3 separate regions of the Mus musculus genome follow, and all the other regions are linked to region 2. The links are chromatin contacts, called in public HiChIP or PLAC-seq maps. All regions are on one chromosome and are shown on one strand. Each heading gives the region's core, a stretch centred on a gene start, on an enhancer-like site or on the middle of the called end of the contact. The rest is flanking DNA. Distances are from core to core; before and after follow the strand shown. Region 1 has its middle 140 kb from the start of Il7. Region 2 holds the start of Il7 (interleukin 7). Region 3 holds the start of Pkia (protein kinase inhibitor, alpha).

Region 1 (4,286 bases), core at 621-3,120, 140 kb after region 2:
AAAGATGTTAACTCAGGATACCAGAGGGGACTGTGTGCTAGCTTTGGGGACGTTTAGAAGTGCCCAGCCATTGAACTAATCAAGGCATATTAGCTCGTGCGTGTGTGTGTGTGTGTGTGTGTGTGTGTGTGTGTGTGTGTTTCATGAATCCAGAGCTTTTGGGTAGGTACAGTGAACGGGAGACATGCTGGGAACCAAAGCAGTTCAATTCAACACTGCACATAGTGGTGATTTAGCAATGTGTTTGTGATTTTATATGACTTATTTTCTTTAGCAGAAGGCTGAACAACACTCACACTCATATTTATAATTTGAGAGACTTTAGGTGTTATCAAATATAGTCTATACTGCTTTAATATGTAAAAAGTGAGTTTCAGGATAGTTAATATTTTAAAATATAATTTAGTTATTTGCTTATTCATCCTGCTCACTGCTTCCCCCCCACCCCCAGTTACCTCCTCCCATAATCCTTCCCCTGCCCCCCTCCCCTTCTCTCCAAGTGGGTGGAGCCTCCCCTGGGTATTTGTCCTACCTGGTACTTCAAGTCCCTGGCAGGCTAGGTACTTCCTCTCCCACTGAGGTCAGACAAGGCAGCCCACCTAGAAGAACATATCCTATATATGGGCAGTAGCTTTTGGAACAGCCCCAATTCTGGTTGTTCAGGACCCACATGAAGACAAAGCTGCATATCTACTACATATGTGCAGGGAGGCCTAAGTCCAGCCTGTGTATGTTCTTTGGCTGGTGGTTTAGACTCTGAGAGTCCCAAGAGTCCAGGTTAGTTAATTCTGTTGGTCTTCTTGTAAAGTTCCCATCCGCTTTGGGGCTCACAATCCTTCCTACTATTCTTCCAGTAAGAGTCCCCAAACTCCATCCACTGATTTGCTGTGGGTGTCTACATCTGTCTGAGTCAGATACTGGGTGGAGCCTCTCAGAGGACAACATGCTTCTGTCTGCAAACATAACAGAGTGTCATTAATAGTGTCAGGGACTGGTGCTTGCTCATGGGATGGGTCTCAAGTTGGGCAGTTATTGTTTGTCCATTCCCTCAGTCTCTACTCCATCTTTCCTGCCTGCATTTCTTGTAGACAGAATAAATTTTGTGATGAAAGTTTTGTGGGTGGGTTGGTGTCTCTGTTGTTCCACTGGGGTTGCTGCCTGGCTAAAGGAGATGGCCATTTTAGGTTCCATATCCCCAATGTAGTGAGTCAGAGCTAAGGTCACGCCCACTGATTCTTGGGCGCCTCCCTTATTCCATGTCTTATCCTCTAGATGCCCCTCATTTCCTTACCATCAGTTGCCAATTTCCATTAATTTTCATGGCCACCTAGCCATCTCTCCTGTCCTTCACCACACACAATCCTGAACCCCCCCATTCATCTCCCCACTCCCCCTCCCTCCCAATTCCCTGCCTATATATGCTTGTTATAACTACATTTTAAACAAATTACATGTCTAGCCAATGACTAGGACATGACTTAAGTCAAAATCTTAGTGAAGAGCTGCTTCTCTATTAATAAAAATGGTAAGTCTTTTTAAAAGTTTTTGTTTGTTTGTTTCTACCCTTTACTAAAGTTAATGGAACTCTAGGCAATGACTGTCATTGCTACTGTGATATATAGCCCCGAGGCCCTTTAGGGATAAAGATCTTGTTTCTCTAACTGCTGGAAGGTTTGTCATTAGACAGCCTTCAGCTGTCATCCCTGTTACTAGAATTTATCTGGGCTGGAAACTGTTGTCCTGGCCAGTGCCCAGGCCTCACATCCACAGACTGATGAAATAAGGAGAAGGCTTCTTCCCACAGCTTGAGGTGACCCTGAAGGACCTGTCTGTCCTGGAATTCCCCCTGGGCTCCACTGGCGTTTTCAGACATTGCACAGAACTGCTGGATCTCTGCCCAGTTTTACTTCCCCTTTCCCATGTGTTGGTTCAGTGCGAGAACCAAACATGCCACCTCAAATACACGTCCTGACATATTTCAAGTTGATTATTCAAAAAAAAAAAATGCAGACTTTCACAGATACAGGAGCGACTGCAAAGCTGTCCTTTCAGTCACCTACCTAATTCAGTGAACAGCAGATGCAGATGAAGCCTGTGTTGTGAACACTCCACTTTCTCTATAGAAAAAATACCAGTGGTATGCATGGGGATCAATAGCAATGACCTCAAGTGTACCTTACCTGGCAGACCACATGGCAGAAGTGACATTGACTTCTAGAGTGGGTCATCCCTCACCTTTTATGGCCTGACTCCCCACCTCCCAACAACACCCAAGCCCTAGCCCTTTCTTTAGAGCAGAAGAGGATCCAGTCCTCTGGCTGGGCTTTGACTCCTCTGTTGTCCATGTGTGGTTCCTTTCCTTAGGCTACTAACCAACTTTATCTGTTCCCTTCTCTCTGTCCATGAAAATTTATTTCATAAAGTAATATTCTGACACTTCAGCAGGCAGATGGGGAAAGTAAATTTTAAACTGCACTTCCCTGTGTGTGTGTGTGTGTGTCTGTGTCTGTGTGTGTGTCTGTATGTGTCTGTGTCTGTGTGTGTGTCTGTGTGTGTGTGTGTCTGTGTGTGTGTGTCTGTGTGTGTGTCTGTGTGTGTGTGTCCGTGTGTGTGTGTCTATGTGTGTGTCCGTGTGTGTGTGTCTATGTGTGTGTCTGTGTGTGTGTGCACACATGTGTGTGTGCGCGCACACGTGTGTGTGTGTGTTTTATTGAGTTAGTAAAGTGCATGCCATGTAAGCATGGGGACCTGAGTTTGATTTCCAACACCCACAAAAAGTCATGTGGAACTTAGAGTGCCGACACTGAGGAAATAGAGACAGAAAGATTCCTAAGCTCCACTATTCATCTAGTCTAGTTTAGTCATTAAGCACCAGGTCCACTGAATAATTCCATCTGATAAATAAAAGGTGGTTGGATATAGCTTCAGAAGGTGACACCTGATTAACCTTGAGTTATACACACACACACACACACACACACACACACACACACACACACACACACACATATATATATATATATATATGTATATGGAGAGAGAGAGAATGAGAGAGACAAGCTTTACAATCTCAACAGCAGCTCTGTTGGATATAATGATATAATAACACTGATCTCTGCTTCACGGTCAGCTTTTCAGTGAGCTGATCTGCCTCAGAGAGATGTAATTAAATCCCTTTAAAATCAGTAATATGAGAATTAACTAAAATAATGCATTGGAAACCAATTTATTTTTTAGAAAAAAAACAAAAATAAGTATTGTTATATTAATTTACATGTATTATTAATTGTTAGAATTATAAATCAAGAAGATACATTTTGAACTATTGTTTGGTTTAGGCATAGATTATGATAATTGAGAACAGAATTGAGTTATGGATCTCAAAATAAGAATTCATCACTGAATTTGTTCAATTATCTTTAAAGATGGGCATTAAAATTTAGTTTTTATTTTTTATTGAAATAGATTCTTCTCTCATAAATATATCCCAACCATAGTTTCCCCTCCCTTGACTCCTTTTGACGCCTCCCACCTTCTTTGTTCTTCAGATCCACACACCCTCTATTTCTTTCCTAGAGACAGCAACCAAGAAAAACAAAGCAAGATACAATAAGACAATGCACACCACCTGATATCAAGGCTGGACAAAGCAACCCAATAGGAGAAAAGGGGGATCAAGAGCCAGCATAAGAGGCATAGATGCACCGCTCCCATGGTCAGGAGTCCCACAAAAACACCAAGGCAATGGCTATAATATACACACAGAGGAACCATATAGGCTCAGTACTTGCCATTTAGATCTCTGTGAGCCTGTGTGAGTCCAGGTTGGTTGATTCAGTGGGTCATGTTCTCCTGGTACTCCCCATCCTCCCTGATTCCTACATTCTTTCCTCCCTCTAATTTCTTCAAATCATAATATTTGAATAAAATGTACCAAGATCCTTATGCTACTGTTCTGTCCTTATATTTGTGTGTTTACTACGAGAAACTGGATAACTATATTCTCGTTATGCATGTGCCCTACATCTGTTGTTCAAGCATCCCATATGGTTTAACATTTCTTCTTGATATTTCATATTTTAAAGAAAACATTTTGTTAATAGTTTCCTTAAAATAATGTAGAATAGATTTTAGGACAACTTTTGGCAGTACTGAATGAGACTCATTTAATGAACAGTTTTCAAATTAACACACGGTTAAATTCCAAACCACAATAATAAGCAATTTTCCTTCATGTACCATTCTGTGGTGAATTGCAACTAAGTTTTCTGTTAAAAATGCTTAAT
Region 2 (4,613 bases), core at 247-2,746:
ATCCTGCACCTCCATAGGTTCTCTTGCTTGAGGAAGTATTTAAAACACCTGCATTCCCTTAGGTAGACCTCCTCACACTCCATTCTGTTCTCATCTCTATTAGTTCTAGCTACAAATGGATTCCAGCCTCTGTCAATTCTGTTCTTGTCCACTTTAAATCCTTACTTATTTAAAACTAATGCAAGCCTATTAGATTTGATCAGGGAGCTAAGAATTTGTACTCATGGGTACTTAAAGTTCTGCCTCCCTTAAGTAGCAAATATATAGAAGGAAAATAAAATCTGGCCTTTTGCAATCTCAGCCGCAGGACTTGGGTTCCCAGCAAACAAGTCAACTTACAGCCTGGATCGGAAACTCCCAGACTTACTGCGGGGAGAAGAGGGGGTTTTCCAATGATCTGTCCTTTAGGGTTTAAAAGCGCATCCTGGGAGCGACTCTTTCATTCTCCATGAAGTTCTGAGCTGCGAGAGCCCAGCAACGCCCTGAACCCAGGCAGCCTGTGAGTAACTGCACAGCCAGGAAGCCAGGAAGGGCTGCATTGAAGAGGTACTGGCTAGGGACAAAGTGGCTGAAAACCACTGACTACTGAGTCTTGACTGCAGGGGGCCACCGCGTCGCGGCTCCCGCACTGAAGCTCTGGGTCTGGGGATCTGAAAACCGCCTCGGGAACTGTTCCTCCCCGCCCGCCAGGGTTGTACGCCCAGGTGCCAATGGTTCTGGGCAACCGAGCTCAGCGCGGGTAGTGGCTGACCATGGGAGAGGCCAAGCTCTCAGCCTGTCCAAAGTGCAAGGCCGGGCTATTCCCGGACGTGCGGAGGCGCGGGGGCGGGTGGCACCTCCCGGACTGTCCCAGAGTCCCCGGCGCGCTAGGCGCACCTACTTGTGCGCACCAGAGAGCAGCGCTTACCATGGAACATGGTCTGCGGGAGGTGGGTGTAGTCATGATGACTGGGACTGCAGCAGGAGCCGGCTCTCACCACCCATAATCACTCCCAGGACCCCGGTCATCCACCGGGTGGCCGCAAACCGGTGCTGGGCAGGGCAGTTCAGGCAGCTGACTCCTCTCACCCACGCCACGCCTGGTCCATCCATCCCAAGAGGGGCCGCATGCATCACCGGCCACCCAGGCGCTCTGGCTTTGCCATAACTTCCGTAGGATCTGCCGGCAGACTAAGCAGGGTACTTTCAGTTTCTACTTTGCGCTGGGTCTTCAGGTTCAATGTTTGGGTTTATACCCTCAGCGTCTTCCCCAGTCACCTGGACCAGGATCAGTGGTTGCTGCGAATTGAAAGTAGCTCAGGAGAAGCCAGCTGGCCTTCTGGATCAGAAAGATTCGGCTAATAGGCTTTTCAAATGACTTCTAACCTCTCTGGCAACTCTGTGAGACTGGGAGCTAAAACCGCTGGTTACTAATATGTCCACAGAAGCCACAAATGTGCAGCAGAGAAAGCTCGCTATTGCAAGTCAGTTCCACTGAGGAGGCGTCGCTGCTTCTGCTGCCGCCGATGTAAGTCATCTTAAAAAAAAAAAAAAAAAAAAGGAAGTGAAGGATGATTAAGAGGGTCACGCCCTCTGCCCCTCTAGGTTCTCTAGTTTGTTTTTTTTTTTTTTTTCCTCCCTGTCATCTGTGCAATGCACCTGCTCAGGTAGGACTTTAAGAACAAATAATTCTTGTGAGTCCATCCAGTCTAGTATGTAAGTGGTAGCTTCAGAAAACCAAAACTCGTATTAGTTGGGGGCACATAGAAGTTCTGCATAGTAACTATCTCCCACAGTTATCTCCTGACATAGCTAATCACCATTGTGATTGTTTCATTAAAGTGTTTTGTTTTGTTTTAATAATAGGCCTGAATTACCGAGGGGATTCCTGATTTAGTGTTGTTTCTTATAATCAGGAGAAACACTGCTTAGGTGAAGGCAGGTTGTGCAAACCAGTAACAAGAGAGATCTGAGATCAGGACCATATCTCTCATATATCTAGTATTTGCTCTATGCCAGGACTCTTGGTCAGGAATTTACATGTATTTTGGCATCTGGAGTTTTCTGCCGAGGCAATCTGTTTTCTTATCTGCAGTTGAAAGATACACATGGGAACAGAGGCTTCCTTAAGTAACAGAGCTAAGTTCACGTGGCTGAATTTGGATAAAAAACACCTGCAGGCTGGCTTCAAAGAGTCTGCTTGGAATCTCTTGTGGAAGAGAACCTTGTAAATAATGGAGGATACAGTAGACTAAGAAGACGCCCTAGGGTGGTGGGTGTGCTCTTAACGCTCTGGGGAACCTCAGAAAGGGGTCTGGAGCTGGCGGTTCCTAATCGGACATCAGGACACGAGCTTCAGATTCTGTCTGTTAACAGTGAAAAGAGGCAGAGAGGTACTGTTTGTGCATTTAGAGTGTGGACCATAGGAGTTCTAACTGGGCACTGGCCTGTGGACTCTGCAGGGACTCTCACTTTCCACATTCAATGTAAAACCTGTTGTCTTAGTGCACTTCCAAAATAAATCCTACCCGGTGCCTGCAGGGCTGTTTAAACACCTCTCTGTTGTCTCTCTTGTTGTCATCCTGCTCAAAGCATCAGGAGATTTGACAGTACTTGTTATCTTCACTGCAGCCCTGGTCTCCAGACAGCTCCCATCCACAGAGAAGGGCTATCTAGAATAGGATTAGGCTCCAGCGTTGCAGTATGACAGGATGGAAGAGAGCTACTGTGGTGAGAAAGCATTTCAACGATGGAACATGGAAAAATGTCCACCAAAAAAAAAAAAAAAAAAAAAAAAAAAAGGAAAGAGAGGAAAGAGAAAGAAAACAGGGAATTGCTGGCAAATGAAATCAGGAAACTGAGCCTCTCAGGCACACATTTCCAAAAATGTCATTGGAACTCAGATGTGGAGAAAAGCAGTAGACAGAGATGAGGCTGCAGGGGTGGTTAAAGACTAACTCTATAAACATGTCTAGGTTTGTGGCGGCTGTATTAAACTCCCTGACCATAGGGTACACGTAGGTGTACAACTGCTCACATTCTATGCTTTTTTCCCCCCACCTGTTGTTGGGCTTTTCAGAGGAGAGTCAAAGAACATCCATCAAAAGAGTGCGAGAGGGGAAGTCTGTCTTCCTTCCTAGTACAATCACCAGAAAGGCTTGTGCATAGGCAACATTGGAGTAAAATGAGGCGAAAGTATCTAAAGTTCCAGGAAAGGAGAAGTAAATGTATTTTACAGGACTCTGACCCTCAGTGTTAAGAATGTCTTCTGAAAAGAATATTTAGAAAGCATTTGGAATTTCAAAGGTTAGATAAAAATGGACACCTTTGAACTACATTGTATTATGAGAGAATTCTAAGAAAATTAGTGTCCTTTTGAAAAAAACAGCCCAGCTCTTTAAATCAGCTATTGCTTTTTAAATACAAATTGAACATACAGATTGACAGGGGTGGATATTTCATGAATTTTTAGAATGTTGATAATTAAATAAATGAAATAATATGTGAGGCCTGGTACCTGTAACCCTAGCTGCTCAACCAGAGGCAGGGAGAATTAAAAGTTCAGTTCCTGATTTGTTTAATGAGTGAAACCATGTCTTTAAAAGTAACAAAATAAAACAGGACTGGTGACATAGCTCAAAGGCTGGGAGCTTGCTTAATTTTCATGAACCCCCTAGATTCCATCTCCAGTATCATAAAAAAGAAGCCAGAAGTGGAGGAGGAGGAGGAGGAGGAGGAAGAGGAGGAGGAGGAGGAGGAGCAATAGTGGTAGTGGTACTGGTAGTAGTGGTAGCAGTAATAGTAGGAAGAGGGGAGGGAGGTGAGGGAGGAAGAGGAGGAGAGGAAGGGGTAGGGGATGAGGAAGAAGAGAAGGGGAGGGGTGATAGAGGAAGAGGAGAAAGGGGGAGGAGGACGAAAAAGTGAAGAAATAATTACAAAATTATTAACACTGTATAACAAGAAATACTGAAATACATTATAGGATGCTGACTTAGGGCAGAAAAATTTTTAATAATAAGCAATGTTTCTTAAGTTTCCACACTTTACAACTATTAGTCAATATAGTTAATTATTTCTCTCTCTGTTGTGCAGGCCTGCTTTGAACTGGCACTCTCTATTAAAACCTCTTGGCTATGGAGGCACTATGCATATACCAACATCCATGATGAAAACTTACTTTCTTGATTAATTATCTATACTCATTTTACCTGATTAAATATAACAATTATCTGTCTGCCTGTCTGTCAATGCACTATGAGATCTAAATTCTAGTGTGCTATATTTTCTAAAGTTCCTATCCTTCTAGACAAAAATATCAAAATAGGAAATACACACACACACACACACACACACACAGACACACAAACACTGTAGATATGTTAGGTGTATAGTTGTCTGGGTTCTGTGGTTTGAGAGATCCATTCTTGGTCTACTCTTATGGACAGGAACATTTTAAATTACATTTGGACAAAGGAACTCTTCACTTTGCCTTGAGCTTCACAAATTCAGTTGCTGAATTAACTATGCGTGTTCACGATGGGTAGCAATCCATGCTTTTAAGGTGATTGTATATTGAAGGGGAAATGGGTGTGCCGTTTAAAAATTCAGTGTGTTGAGAAGGAAATAATGAGGCA
Region 3 (4,354 bases), core at 508-3,007, 250 kb before region 2:
ACTTCTCAGCCTTATTCTGCAGTTGTGAACGAGAGGCATATACCTCTATGATGCAAGCTAAGAATCCAGCAATCTGTGATAGGAGAAAGGGCTTGATTTTATGAAAATGAGTGCAGAGATGCACTAAGCTGTCTCAAATTTCAAGTGTATACATCCTGCACTAATTAATCCTGCATTAATAATTCTCAGAATTATTAATTTTGTTTTTTGTTAACTCTGGTGGCTCTATTACTGACTCTCTTCTGGAATTGATAGAGGAGTATGAAGTTTTTTTTGTCTTTTAGTTTCTTCCTTGCCCTTATGCTGGACAGATTCCCAGGGTAATACTGGCAACCTCTAATGATGCTCACGAGGAAGGCCAAGATATGAGGAATGAGGCACATACACTGCAGAATACTAGTGATAAGGAAACTCCCTGCTTGGAAATGACTTGCTTGGAAAAGAAACCCTGGCCAAGCACCAAAAAGAGAAAATCCTAAGCTGCCTTTCGCCCTTTGTACTACCAATCACCTAACTGTTGGTTAGCCAGTACCTTGGAAGGAAGCAAAAGGAGATGTGCAAGATTTGTGGTAGCTCAAAATGACCACTCTTGTAAAAAGTTAAGTAAATATGTTCTTTTCCCAGAATTTGCCTCACTGCAAGGTGCGCTAAGAGATAGTCCTCTGATTGTTTAGAAAAACCCACTCAATGTCTCCGGTCCTTAAGTCTGTCCCCTTAATGCCGTTAAAGGTTAACTAATGATAAACTGCTAAACTGTGACTGAAAACTGCTCTTAAGAATGTATAAAAGGTGTGTGCTTTAGCTACTCGGGGTTGCTTCTATCCTGATTTCAGGATGACCCCAGCATGCTGGATCAATAAACCTCTTGTTTTTTGCATCAATCTTTGTCTCTGCGTCTCTGTGAGTGTGGGACATAACGGACCTAAGGCTTTTCGGGTCTTACAGACGCATGGAGGGAGAGCCAATTTAAGGAAGCAAGGACAAGAGGCTTGTGTGCATCCATGCTTAGTTTGTCACCAAGGGAAATTCTGAGAAATCCCTTGGGAGTTACAGGTATCTGCAGATGTGAAATCTGCCTCTTGTTTTTTCAAATATTATTGCTTTCACCCAGGCAGTCTAGCCCAAAAGCAAGGACTGTAGGGTACAAGGAGAGAGCTGGGATGCGCATCTGTCCACTAGCAAACAGAACTAAAATCCTGGAATGACCCTTCTCAGTGTCCTTGGGTGATTTCACTGCTCTCCTCCTTTCACTGGGTTGGAAGAACCCCATTCTATCACAATAGCAAGAAAATGGAAGTCCACAATCTTCAGCGTTCATAACTGTTTTTACTCTGTGTTAAAAATCAAATGACTCATGTTATGAGGGTTCTTAAAAAGGCCGGTTGCCCATTTTAATATTTTCGGAGTATATGACTGTTTATTTCAATAGACAATCATCCCTCAGATTCGGCGAAATGAACAGTACTGATAAGGAAGATGGAGAGGGTGGGAAACCTACACAGTCAGATGGAGCTATCCAAACAGCGATAGTGACAGGGGAGGGCGGAGATCAAGGACTCTCTGCAAAGAAGGTCTGTTTGCCCCTTCTGTTTTGTTGCACAATCCGGCAATGCTGCGGGTGTAAAATCGGTCAGAGAAAATCAGCCTCCACTCCGGGGAGCAGCGTCTTTCGGGTGCAGCTGGCAGACGCAATTCCTGGAACACAGAGCGGCGAGTCTCCCCCCGCGGTTCGCACCGAGTGCGCTGCTCCGGCGGGCGATGACTTCATGCAGCCAGCCTGGAGTAGCCAGCGGCCGCTGCAGCTGCAGGTGGGGCGGGGGCCTTGCGAGCCCAGAGCCCAGCACACGCGGCCAGGCGGGCAGGACTGCAGCCAGGGGCAGCCGGGACGCGTCTCTCCATCCTGAAGGTAAGCCGCTGACCCGCGCTTTCCGATCCAAGACGGCTTTCCGCCTGGTTGGGGCTAGCTTTGTAGGATCCGGGAAAGAAGAATTAACCCGCTGCATTCTACAGTGGGAAATGGAGCAAGGGAGTGAAAGGTTGATTAGCCTTGAATTGAAATGGGAAAAGAGGTGTTCGGAAGAAACAAAGGGGCTTTTCAGCCCCCAGCTCTTAAAGGCGACCAGCCATTTCCGTAGCAGGTTGGTTTAAACACTGATGACTATTAGAAATGTAAAACCGTCTGAATGTCCATTTAACCTTTGTGTCTTCTACTTTCCATCAGTCTTTCTCAGGCTTGGGAGGCGTGTGTCCTTTGAAGCAGTTAGGGCAGTAATCCGTAATCTCTCCCCTACACGTCCTCCTTGCTTCTCTGTCATCTCTGGTGTGATACCTGTGTGTTTCTTCTCTCATCTCAATGTCATGACACCTGCTTGCTTCAATACAGTTCCTTTGGGAGTCAGGGTGCAGTGAGAACTTCGCTCCCCTCCCGAGTTCTGCCTAAGGTGGGCTGCACTTGGCAACTTCTACCTTTATTTTCCATCTTCTCTGCCAATCAGCTCATTGATTTTCAGAGATGCTGTATCTCATCGTCTTTTTCCCTTCTTCAGTTCCATGACTGAGTTCATTAAGGACCCAAGAAGGGCTGTGCCTCACAGAGGGTTTCCCTTAACACACCCCTGTAGCTGTACAAAGGAATAAACGTCCCGCTTTCAGCTCCGGACAGACATGGTTTTCCCGAAGTGTTTTTCTTGCTGTCACCCTGGTTGGCTAACGAAAGGCTTGCTTGAGTGGAATAACAGAATATGTTGGGCTATGCAGACTGTTCTCTCTGCATACATGGGTACAGGAAAAGGAAACGGCAGTCTCTCCAAATATTTCTAGTTCAGCTGGGGTGTAAGAAAATTAGCTGTCAGAGTTTAGTGTAACCATTCCAAAACCAAGTAGTGTGTATGCCTCAGGTTTCCTCAGTAACCCTAAGCTGGGGCTTTCCTGTTGGCAGACAGAAAGCCAAGGTGACCCCAATCTCAGACTTTGATTATTTGAGCATGCCCAGGATTGTCTCCTTATGTACAGGCTCCTCATACCCTCACACACATGAGCTACCCCCACCCACTACCCTTTCCACCCCCAGCTCAAGCCCTTATTCTCAGCTGGGGACATAAGTTTGAGTAAGATATGAAGCAGGTAAGATGGCTGTAGTGGGTGGCTCAAATGTGTGCCTCAACTACAGAGTAGTTGCAGTAAACTGGATTGTGTGGAATCTGGGGGCCAACATTCCGTATATAAGAAGAGCTGTCATCTCCATACTTGAAGATGACAGTATGTTCGACTCAATGGCCATGCCATTTTATTCAGTGAAAAGGTAAATCGGTGAAAATCAGGAGGGCCTTTAACCTACAAATGACAAGTGTGCCTGTTTCCCTTCCCAGTGTTAGAGATTCTCTGATATCAGGCTAATTCTTGTGTGTTTACTTGGTTTAGAAATTCGCTTTAGGAAGATCTCAGTTTGCTCCTTTGTTTCCAACTGCAGTATCTGGGCAGAAGGACAGGTTGCCCACTACAAAACAGCCCGCTCGAGGAACTCTCTCTGGGGTTTCCAGGAACTCAGGTTATTTCTGTTTGTGTATTGTTGTTACTGTATCTTGAATATGTTTTTATTTCACACATTAAACACTTGAGATTTCCTAATAAAGGAAACTAAGAATAAGATTGTAAAAGTCCTCACTCCCTCACCTTCCCTAATTTTAAAATACTTAATGAATCAATTATTTTTCTGAAAAATAACTGATGATATATATATATATATATATATATATATATATATATATATGTGTGTGTGTGTGTGTGTGTGTGTGTGTGTGTGTATGTAATTCTTTTTAGTAAATTTGACTTCTAAATCAAAGCCCAATTATATAATGATCACTTGATCCTACAGGGACAGAAAAAGTCCCTATGATGTTCTGATAAGAGAGAGGTGCCTGAGAAAGCATCCTATATGTTCTGGTTGAGAGAGAGAGGTGCCTGAGAAAGCATCCTATATGTTCTGGTTGAGAGAGAGATGCCTGAGAGCATCCTATATGTTCTGGTTGAGAAAGAGGTGTCTGAGAGCTACCTACGTGTTCTGATTAAGAGTGAGGTGCCTGAGAGAGCATCCTATATGTTCTGGTTGAGAGAGAGATGTCTGAGAGCACTGTGTTGGCAGCTATAAATTCAAAGGCTGTGTTATTTCCTTTTTGAGGAAACTGAAATATCTGGCAAGAAATTGCTTTAGTATCACGGGGATGTTGCTCAGTGAGCTGACAGGATGTCTGTCAATGTTTTCACAGTTGAAACTAATAAAACATGTGAAGGTACCTTGCAGGGAAGGAAGAAAACAACTAAAGAGGTATAGCTAAGGAGGACGTGGTACATAAGA

The links. HiChIP or PLAC-seq counts read pairs in DNA pulled down with a chosen protein or histone mark.
Region 1: an H3K27ac HiChIP or PLAC-seq map of bone marrow-derived dendritic cells shows a contact between it and region 2, with 6 times the contacts expected there. The contact joins the enhancer-like site here to the promoter of Il7 in region 2. A contact is called at or near these places in 1 of 39 promoter capture datasets (macrophages), 4 of 115 datasets of contacts at active chromatin or transcription factors (bone marrow-derived dendritic cells, embryonic stem cells, large pre-B cells and 1 more) and 3 of 9 other capture datasets (adipose tissue, macrophages and pancreatic islet).
Region 3: a contact with region 2 is called in a FOXA1 HiChIP or PLAC-seq map of pancreatic cancer cells. The contact joins the promoter of Pkia here to the promoter of Il7 in region 2. A contact is called at or near these places in 3 of 484 Hi-C or Micro-C datasets (the HL-1 cell line, embryonic stem cells and muscle stem cells), 4 of 115 datasets of contacts at active chromatin or transcription factors (astrocytes, embryonic forebrain, pancreatic cancer cells and 1 more) and 1 of 9 other capture datasets (adipose tissue).

Annotation. Positions count from the first base shown.
Region 1 is chr3:7,753,856-7,758,141 of GRCm38.p6, forward strand. No RefSeq gene overlaps it. Among named protein-coding and RNA genes, the nearest start is that of Il7, 140 kb to the left of the region's middle. Within about 2 kb of position 1,871, at least 18 of the 459 cell types and tissues checked have an H3K27ac peak or open chromatin away from gene starts, as enhancers often do. A contact at or near this core is called in bone marrow-derived dendritic cells, where this site is marked.
Region 2 is chr3:7,612,264-7,616,876 of GRCm38.p6, forward strand. Il7 (interleukin 7) reads right to left here and starts at 1,497. Exons shown (of 5, transcript NM_008371.5): 1 at 908-1,497. The coding sequence starts at 917. It overlaps Gm16685 (predicted gene, 16685), which reads left to right and starts at 442. Exons shown (of 3, transcript NR_168341.1): 1 at 442-546.
Region 3 is chr3:7,364,847-7,369,200 of GRCm38.p6, forward strand. It overlaps Pkia (protein kinase inhibitor, alpha), which reads left to right and starts at 1,758. Exons shown (of 3, transcript NM_008862.3): 1 at 1,758-1,906.